Linked DNA regions of Zea mays: region 1 is linked to region 2. Evidence: chromatin contacts called from public Hi-C data. All regions are on one chromosome and are shown on one strand. The core of a region is the stretch at or near the end of the contact, and the rest is flanking DNA. Distances in the headings are between cores, read along the strand shown. Region 1 holds the start of LOC541764 (MADS2). Region 2 holds the start of LOC100279555.

Region 1 (3,184 bases), core at 177-2,676, 240 kb after region 2:
GGCACTCGGCAAAGATTGAATCTTTGCCGAGTGCTACTGGGCAGACACTCGGCAAAGTTAACTCCTTTGCCGAGTGTCATCCTTGACACTCGGCAAAGAAGCCATCTCCGTCACCCCGTTCCCGTAACGGTCACTTTTCTTTGCCGAGTGCTCACTGGCACTTGGCAAACCTCTTTGCCGAGTGCCCGAGAAAAAGTACTCGGCAAAGAAAGATTTACCGATGCACTGTTTGCCGAGCCTTCTTTGTCGAGTGCGACACTCGGCAAAACCTTTGCCGAATGTTTTTATGGCTTTGCCGAGTGCTTCGGACACTCGGCAAAGCGCTCGTTTCCAGCAGTGGCAACATGCATGACATAACTACTGCATACATACATGCATGCAAAACCGGCCAGCAGACATGCACGATATGCATACCATTGCGATCGAGTCGGAGCCTCCACGCGTCGGCTAACCGTCCGGCAGGCGGCGGGCCGGGGACACCACGAGGAGCACCTCTCTCCCATCTCTAGGCCACACAGCAACACAATATTATCTTCGCCGTCGCCCGCAATTGTTTAGCTGTACTTTCAATAGACTTTGCTAAGCACGCTAGACCAAACTAATCGTTTGAGATCTTCTGTGCGCGCAGCACTACAGCATGCATGTGGCCACCGTTTGTCTCTCTTGTGTGTTCTTATTCTTATATAGTGAAAACAATACTACTATACAAGACATAAAATTAGGTGTAGTTTATTTATTTACTGGTACTACTTCTTTAGTCATAATTAGGTGTACTAGCAGCAGCTACGCCCTGACGGAGACAAGCACACACAATAGAAAAGAGCGCCCTCGTGCTCAGAGTGCTCGCCTTTAGTTTCGTGGCTACTATATACTAGCTGCGACGATTTTTATTTTCTTTCTCTTCTGGGCTATCATTAGCACGGCCATTTAGGGGTAATGAGCAGCGGCCAATAAACAAAGCCCTGAGATGCATGGGGTAGCCAATCGGGTGTCGCCGTGCGCGCGCGCGCGTCTGGCCTCCTGCCCTCCCTTTCCTTGCTAAATAAAGCAAGTAGCAGATAGGGGAAAGTCTGCTCGCAAGTTGCATCCGCCCTGCGCCAAGAAAAGCCATCGTTCTTCCCACAAACGCACACATAGAAGCATCATTCCCCTCTCGGCTAGCTTCTTCCTCTCTCTCCCTCCTCCTCCTCTTCCTCTTCCTCCTCCCTTGGGAAACCTGCTGCCTTTGAGCTTTCTTCTTCGAGAGCTCCCACCAGATCTCCTCCTCCTTACCTTCTTTGGCACGTTCGGCGGCGCGCGCGGAGAAAGATAGATCCCGCCATCGTCGTCGTCGGTCCTTGCTTCCGATCGGAGGGCCACAACCACAACCTCTCGCTCCATAGCGTGCAAGCGCGAGCCAGGGTCAAGAAGAGAGCTAGCTAGCTATAGGCCGGAGATCGATGGGGAGGGGAAAGATCGTGATCCGCAGGATCGATAACTCCACGAGCCGGCAGGTGACCTTCTCCAAGCGCCGGAACGGGATCTTCAAGAAGGCCAAGGAGCTCGCCATCCTCTGCGATGCGGAGGTCGGCCTCGTCATCTTCTCCAGCACCGGCCGCCTCTACGAGTACTCTAGCACCAGGTCGTCGCCCTTCGATTATTATCCGTCCCTTCTTTAATTTAATACTTCAATAATGACAACTGTTTTCTTGCTCCTGTTGAAGCGATATACTATATATAATAATAGAGTTGTTCTTGGCTTCTTGCTTTAATTAGTTTGGGTTATCGATTGCAATTTATGATTTGAAACTACACACTACCTCCTGTCTCATATACATGGACTGGCGAGTGATTATGGACCTATACACCATGTATACACAAGTCCTAAGGTAGACAAAAGATTTTAATTTACCTGTCGATTGTCGAATATTGACTGTACATAGCGCACAGCTAGCAACACTCCTGGTTTCTTTGACGGGGCAAAGCAAGGTCTGTGTGTGCGGTCTAACAATAAAATACAATCTTTGGTACGGTTAGTATTTGTGTTTTTGCCCCTCTTCTTCCTTGTTGTTTGGTCTATTTGAACTATTATTCCTCTCCAAAAAATTCCCTATGTATCATCGGAATTTATACTCATCCCTTGCATTGTGTGCCATATATTGAGTGGCATATAGTAGGGAACATATGCAAAACTAAATTTAATTAGCTTTGTCATATTGTTTCATGTGATCAACTCGACACAGCATGTCATTGCAGTAGGAAACGCATATGCTTTTGTAATGTAAGATATATGTATATATGTATGGGGTTTTATCAACAGGGGCTGGTAGTTAGTGCCATCAGAAGAGTTTTTCCCCTAGAGATTGAGATCGAGATCGAGATCGAGAGAGAGAGACTAGATCTAATTCTGTAATTAAGATTTTAGCTTTTTTAGATAGCTATAAACTTAAATATTTTACAACGAATAGCATAGTAATAGTTTTTTTTTGGATAAACTGACGTTTGTGCTGTGTGCAGCATGAAATCAGTTATAGATCGGTACGGCAAGGCCAAGGAAGAGCAGCAAGTCGTCGCAAATCCCAACTCGGAGCTTAAGGTTTGCTCTAGATAATTTTTCCTCTCTATATTCTGAAGTGTTTGCTTGTTTAACTAAAAGATTGCTATTTTTTTGCTTTCATTTTGATATATATATATATCCTTTAAGTTTATTGGTTTTAAGGATGGGAAGAAATTACACAACTATATATGGTCACATCAACAAGCGTTCTACCTTTTTTATCTTATCCAGCTGCTTGATCTTTTCTAGTTAACAAAAAATAATTTCAGTACTTGAGGATATCATCGGGTTGCTTGTTTAGTTGGCCCATTATAAAAACGGTTCGACCAATCACGCTTTCATATTATATTATATTATATTATATTATATTATATTATATATGCTGCGTGGATATGTAATCCCTAAACAGCGCTAGATATTATTACAAAGTACAAACTAATGAAATAAAGATTAATAATTAACCATGCATGGGATCGGACGCCCATCCTCAACGATGGTGTGAGTTATCTCACTTCTTGCTTCAACTCTTCTATTTGGTGTTATCTTATGCTCTCAAAAGTGGCACATATAGATGCAATTTAGTATTTCGGGCCCGTTTGGCAAAGCTCCAGCTCCTGCTTCTTTAGCTCTAGATCCTGATCCTCGTGA
Region 2 (3,449 bases), core at 754-3,253:
ACCACCCCTGCTGAATTCCTTCTCCCCCGAGCTAGTCGCGCATTCACCTCTGCAGTTTACGGACAGCTGCGCAGCGCTCGGCTCAGGGGTTAAACTCTGCGACCTGCTGCGGCGGATCCTCATCAATGCGAGGCGAGGTCCGTACCGGACTGTTAGGTTGGTGCTCATTCTTGGTGCGTGAAACAGGAGAGGTACCCGATCATGGTAGTGCTAGCCAGCACAGCAGTAACTTAAACCAGTCAATCAGTATTCTTGCTGGGTGTGTTTTTTTTTTTGGTTGTTGTTGTTCTTGTCGAGAACTAGCGTGGGTGATCTCTTCTCTCTCTCTCGCTGACATTTCACATGAGCACTTTAATAAATCTTGGACTGTTGAGCAGCGTGCGGGGTGCAGAGCGCCTACGGGCATCCGAGGAGCGCCGCCTCCTGATCGGGTGGCAGGTCACGTCCCCTGGGCTCAGGCGGCGTGACGCTGACCGTCGCGTCGCCATCGGCGGCTAGGTCGCTCATGGGTTTATGATCACGCTGACAGCTAGTCTGTTACGCATGCATGCATGGGATTTCGGAACAGAACTTCTACTACTAATCTTCGTTATTTCTGCTTTCATATGTACAAGCAAAGGTTTAGATGTCCGCTGAGTAGAATTCTGAGGGGATAGACTAGACTAGAGATGGCAATTCTTTTTGGGTATGTGCATGTCTTCCACGCTGACGACCGTCGAAAACCCAGAAACGAAACTGAGACCGGTCGGTAATTCCTTGGGTAGGAGTAGGAATGCACATGGGCTTCCGGACAGATCTGTTTACACTCCACAGGGACAGGGTGGTGGTCCTGTGGCAATTTGCCATGGAAACCGCACAATTAATGGCCTAACTGATCCACTGTTCCTACCATGGCTCCACTGTATGCGTTGTATTGTAACTGGGCATAGTTTTCACAGAGGCCTCCTACAGTCCTACTCCATCTGCAAAGTTCTGACCTCAGAGTTTTTTTTCTTCTTTTTGCCTTTCTTTGTTTTTTCCATATATAACAACAGAGGAAAAGAACGCTGCTCAGACAGTTGTGCTTTCAGGATTCAGAGAGCAGGGAAAGGCATCCTTCCCCTCATCTCTTCATCAGAAACCGAGGAGCAGAGCGGAACGAGTTGCTGAAAATGCCGAGAGGGTCAGATCAATTGCGCAGCGACACGGCGCGCGTCCTTTTCACCTGCAAGCGGCAATCGGCTTCACCATAACTCCCGCGCGCCCGGAACAGTGTAGGGCCAGATGAAGAGCGGAGCAGGAGCAGGACGCTGCCGCCTGCCACTGCCACTGCCAGGCACAGTAAACTGCCCCAGACCAACATGCATCTCAATTCTCAGCTGTGGATGCTCCGGCAGCCACTCAAGATGAGCTCGCGCCAGATGCAGTCAAACATCCGGATTCGTACCGCCAGGAAAATTTAAAAAACCTGCTACTAAGCTAGGCAGCAGCAGCAGCACGGCGCCCGACGCGGCCAGGAGACGACGACCGGAGAATGCGGCACGGGCGAGAGCCATGGGAGTTTAAGCGCATGCATGAACACGCAGCTCGGCCGGCGCGCCGTCACTATCCATCTGTACGAGTACGACGACGGCGACCCTGCTGGGTAGCCGCCGCGCTCTCCCGTAGCCCGCGGCGAACCAAGCCGGCCGGCCAGCCGCGCACCAACCGCTGTCGCCATCTATCTGCCGGAGACGTACCACCACGTACCTTTGGTTCGTTTGCTGGCACCCGGGCCTCGGTCGGCCGCCCGGCGGCCCAACGGTGGCGCACGTGCAGCGCGCATGACGAGGGGGGGACGGGAAAAGCGGGGTGCGCCGCCTGACGTCTGGGCCACCCTTGGCCGTGGCCGCACGGAAAGCCAGGAAGATTCTCGCCAACCCGGCCGGCGCTGGCGCACTGCCGCACTGGTCAGTCACTCAGTCAGTACTACTACTGGGGTACTCTCGGTCTCGGCTGCACGCACGTACGGGAAGTCGCCCAGGCCCCAGCTAGTAGCTAGGGCACCGCGCACGCGGCACGCCCCGGCCCCCGCTCTATTTATGCCGCTAGCTAGCGACACCGACCAGGTCACTTCATTCCCTTGTCACTAGCTAGATCGACTGACTGGAGAGGAGCTATCGTCTACCTCTGGGCGAGCTGCGTGTCCCTGCCGTCCTTCTCGCTCCTGTGGTCGCCGCGCGCGGCGCTGCGATGGGGCGGTCGCCGTGCTGCGAGAAGGAGGCCGGGCTGAAGAAGGGGCCGTGGACGTCCGAGGAGGACCAGAAACTGCTGGCCTTCATCGAGCAGCACGGACACGGCTGCTGGCGCTCGCTGCCGGCCAAGGCCGGTGAGGATCCGACGACGGAGCTCGACGATATATCCATCGACCTCACGTTTTCTTCGCATTCCATTCGTTTTATTATATTTGCCATCCAGCAGAATATAATGCTCATCTATGCGTGTGCGTCTCTCTGCAGGTCTGCGGCGGTGCGGCAAGAGCTGCCGGCTCCGGTGGACCAACTACCTGCGGCCGGACATCAAGCGGGGCAAGTTCACGCTGCAGGAGGAGCAGACCATCATCCAGCTCCACGCTCTCCTCGGCAACAGGTGATCATTCTTCATCATCATGCACTTGTTTCGCTTTGCCATGCATGACACAGCACAGCTCGCGTGTGCCTCGTGCTCGCGTCGGCAGGAATGTCGTGAGTGAAACTGAGGCCGGCGTGGCAAAAGGAGTACTATACATCTTGTCTGTAACAACGTGCATGGGTGAAACTGAGGTGTGGCAAAAAGAGTAGAGTACTCGCATCGCACGGGGCCAGTTTATTGGTCTTGTCACGTTTGTCATTAATGTTGGCGCGAGCCCGCTTGCCTCGCTGTGCCTCGCCATCCATGTCAGGGCGTTGGACCATCGTCACCGCCCGCTTGTCGCCCTGGCCATGCCATGTTGACCTCGCCACGCCCCCATCATTGCTGTCCGTCCTACTCCACCACGAGCTCCTTCAATGCACCCCCCCTACACGCCTCTAACCATTACGCCAAACCTTCTTTACTGTTCGAGTTACTAGTAACATTGCTTGCTTCATCAGAGGTGAAAAAAAAATGACTGACAATGACATGCCCTCGCGCAACCCGCAGGTGGTCGTCGATCGCGACGCACCTGCCCAAGCGCACGGACAACGAGATCAAGAACTACTGGAACACGCACCTCAAGAAGCGGCTCGCCAAGATGGGCATCGACCCCGTCACGCACAAGGCCCGCGCCGACGTCGTGGGAGGCTCCTCTGGCGCCGGCAACAACTCTGGAGCGCGCTACAGGGCCGCCGCGCACCTCAGCCACACGGCGCAGTGGGAGAGCGCGCGCCTCGAGGCCGAGGCGCGTCTGGCGCGCGAGGCCAGGCTGCGTGCCCTTTCCTCGCCGCCGCCGCCGCCAGGGCCCGGGCCGGGCC

The links. A called contact is a pair of places that touch in the nucleus more often than the background predicts.
Region 1: a Hi-C map of leaf shows a contact between it and region 2, with 6 times the contacts expected there. The contact joins the promoter of LOC541764 here to the promoter of LOC100279555 in region 2. A contact is called at or near these places in 2 of 25 Hi-C or Micro-C datasets (ear and leaf).

The regions. Positions count from the first base shown.
Region 1 is chr5:180,535,782-180,538,965 of Zm-B73-REFERENCE-NAM-5.0, forward strand. LOC541764 (MADS2) reads left to right here and starts at 1,427. Exons shown (of 8, transcript NM_001111456.2): 1 at 1,427-1,621; 2 at 2,497-2,575. The coding sequence starts at 1,440.
Region 2 is chr5:180,298,044-180,301,492 of Zm-B73-REFERENCE-NAM-5.0, forward strand. It overlaps LOC100279555, which reads left to right and starts at 2,004. Exons shown (of 3, transcript NM_001351795.1): 1 at 2,004-2,347; 2 at 2,478-2,607; 3 at 3,139-3,449. The coding sequence starts at 2,212.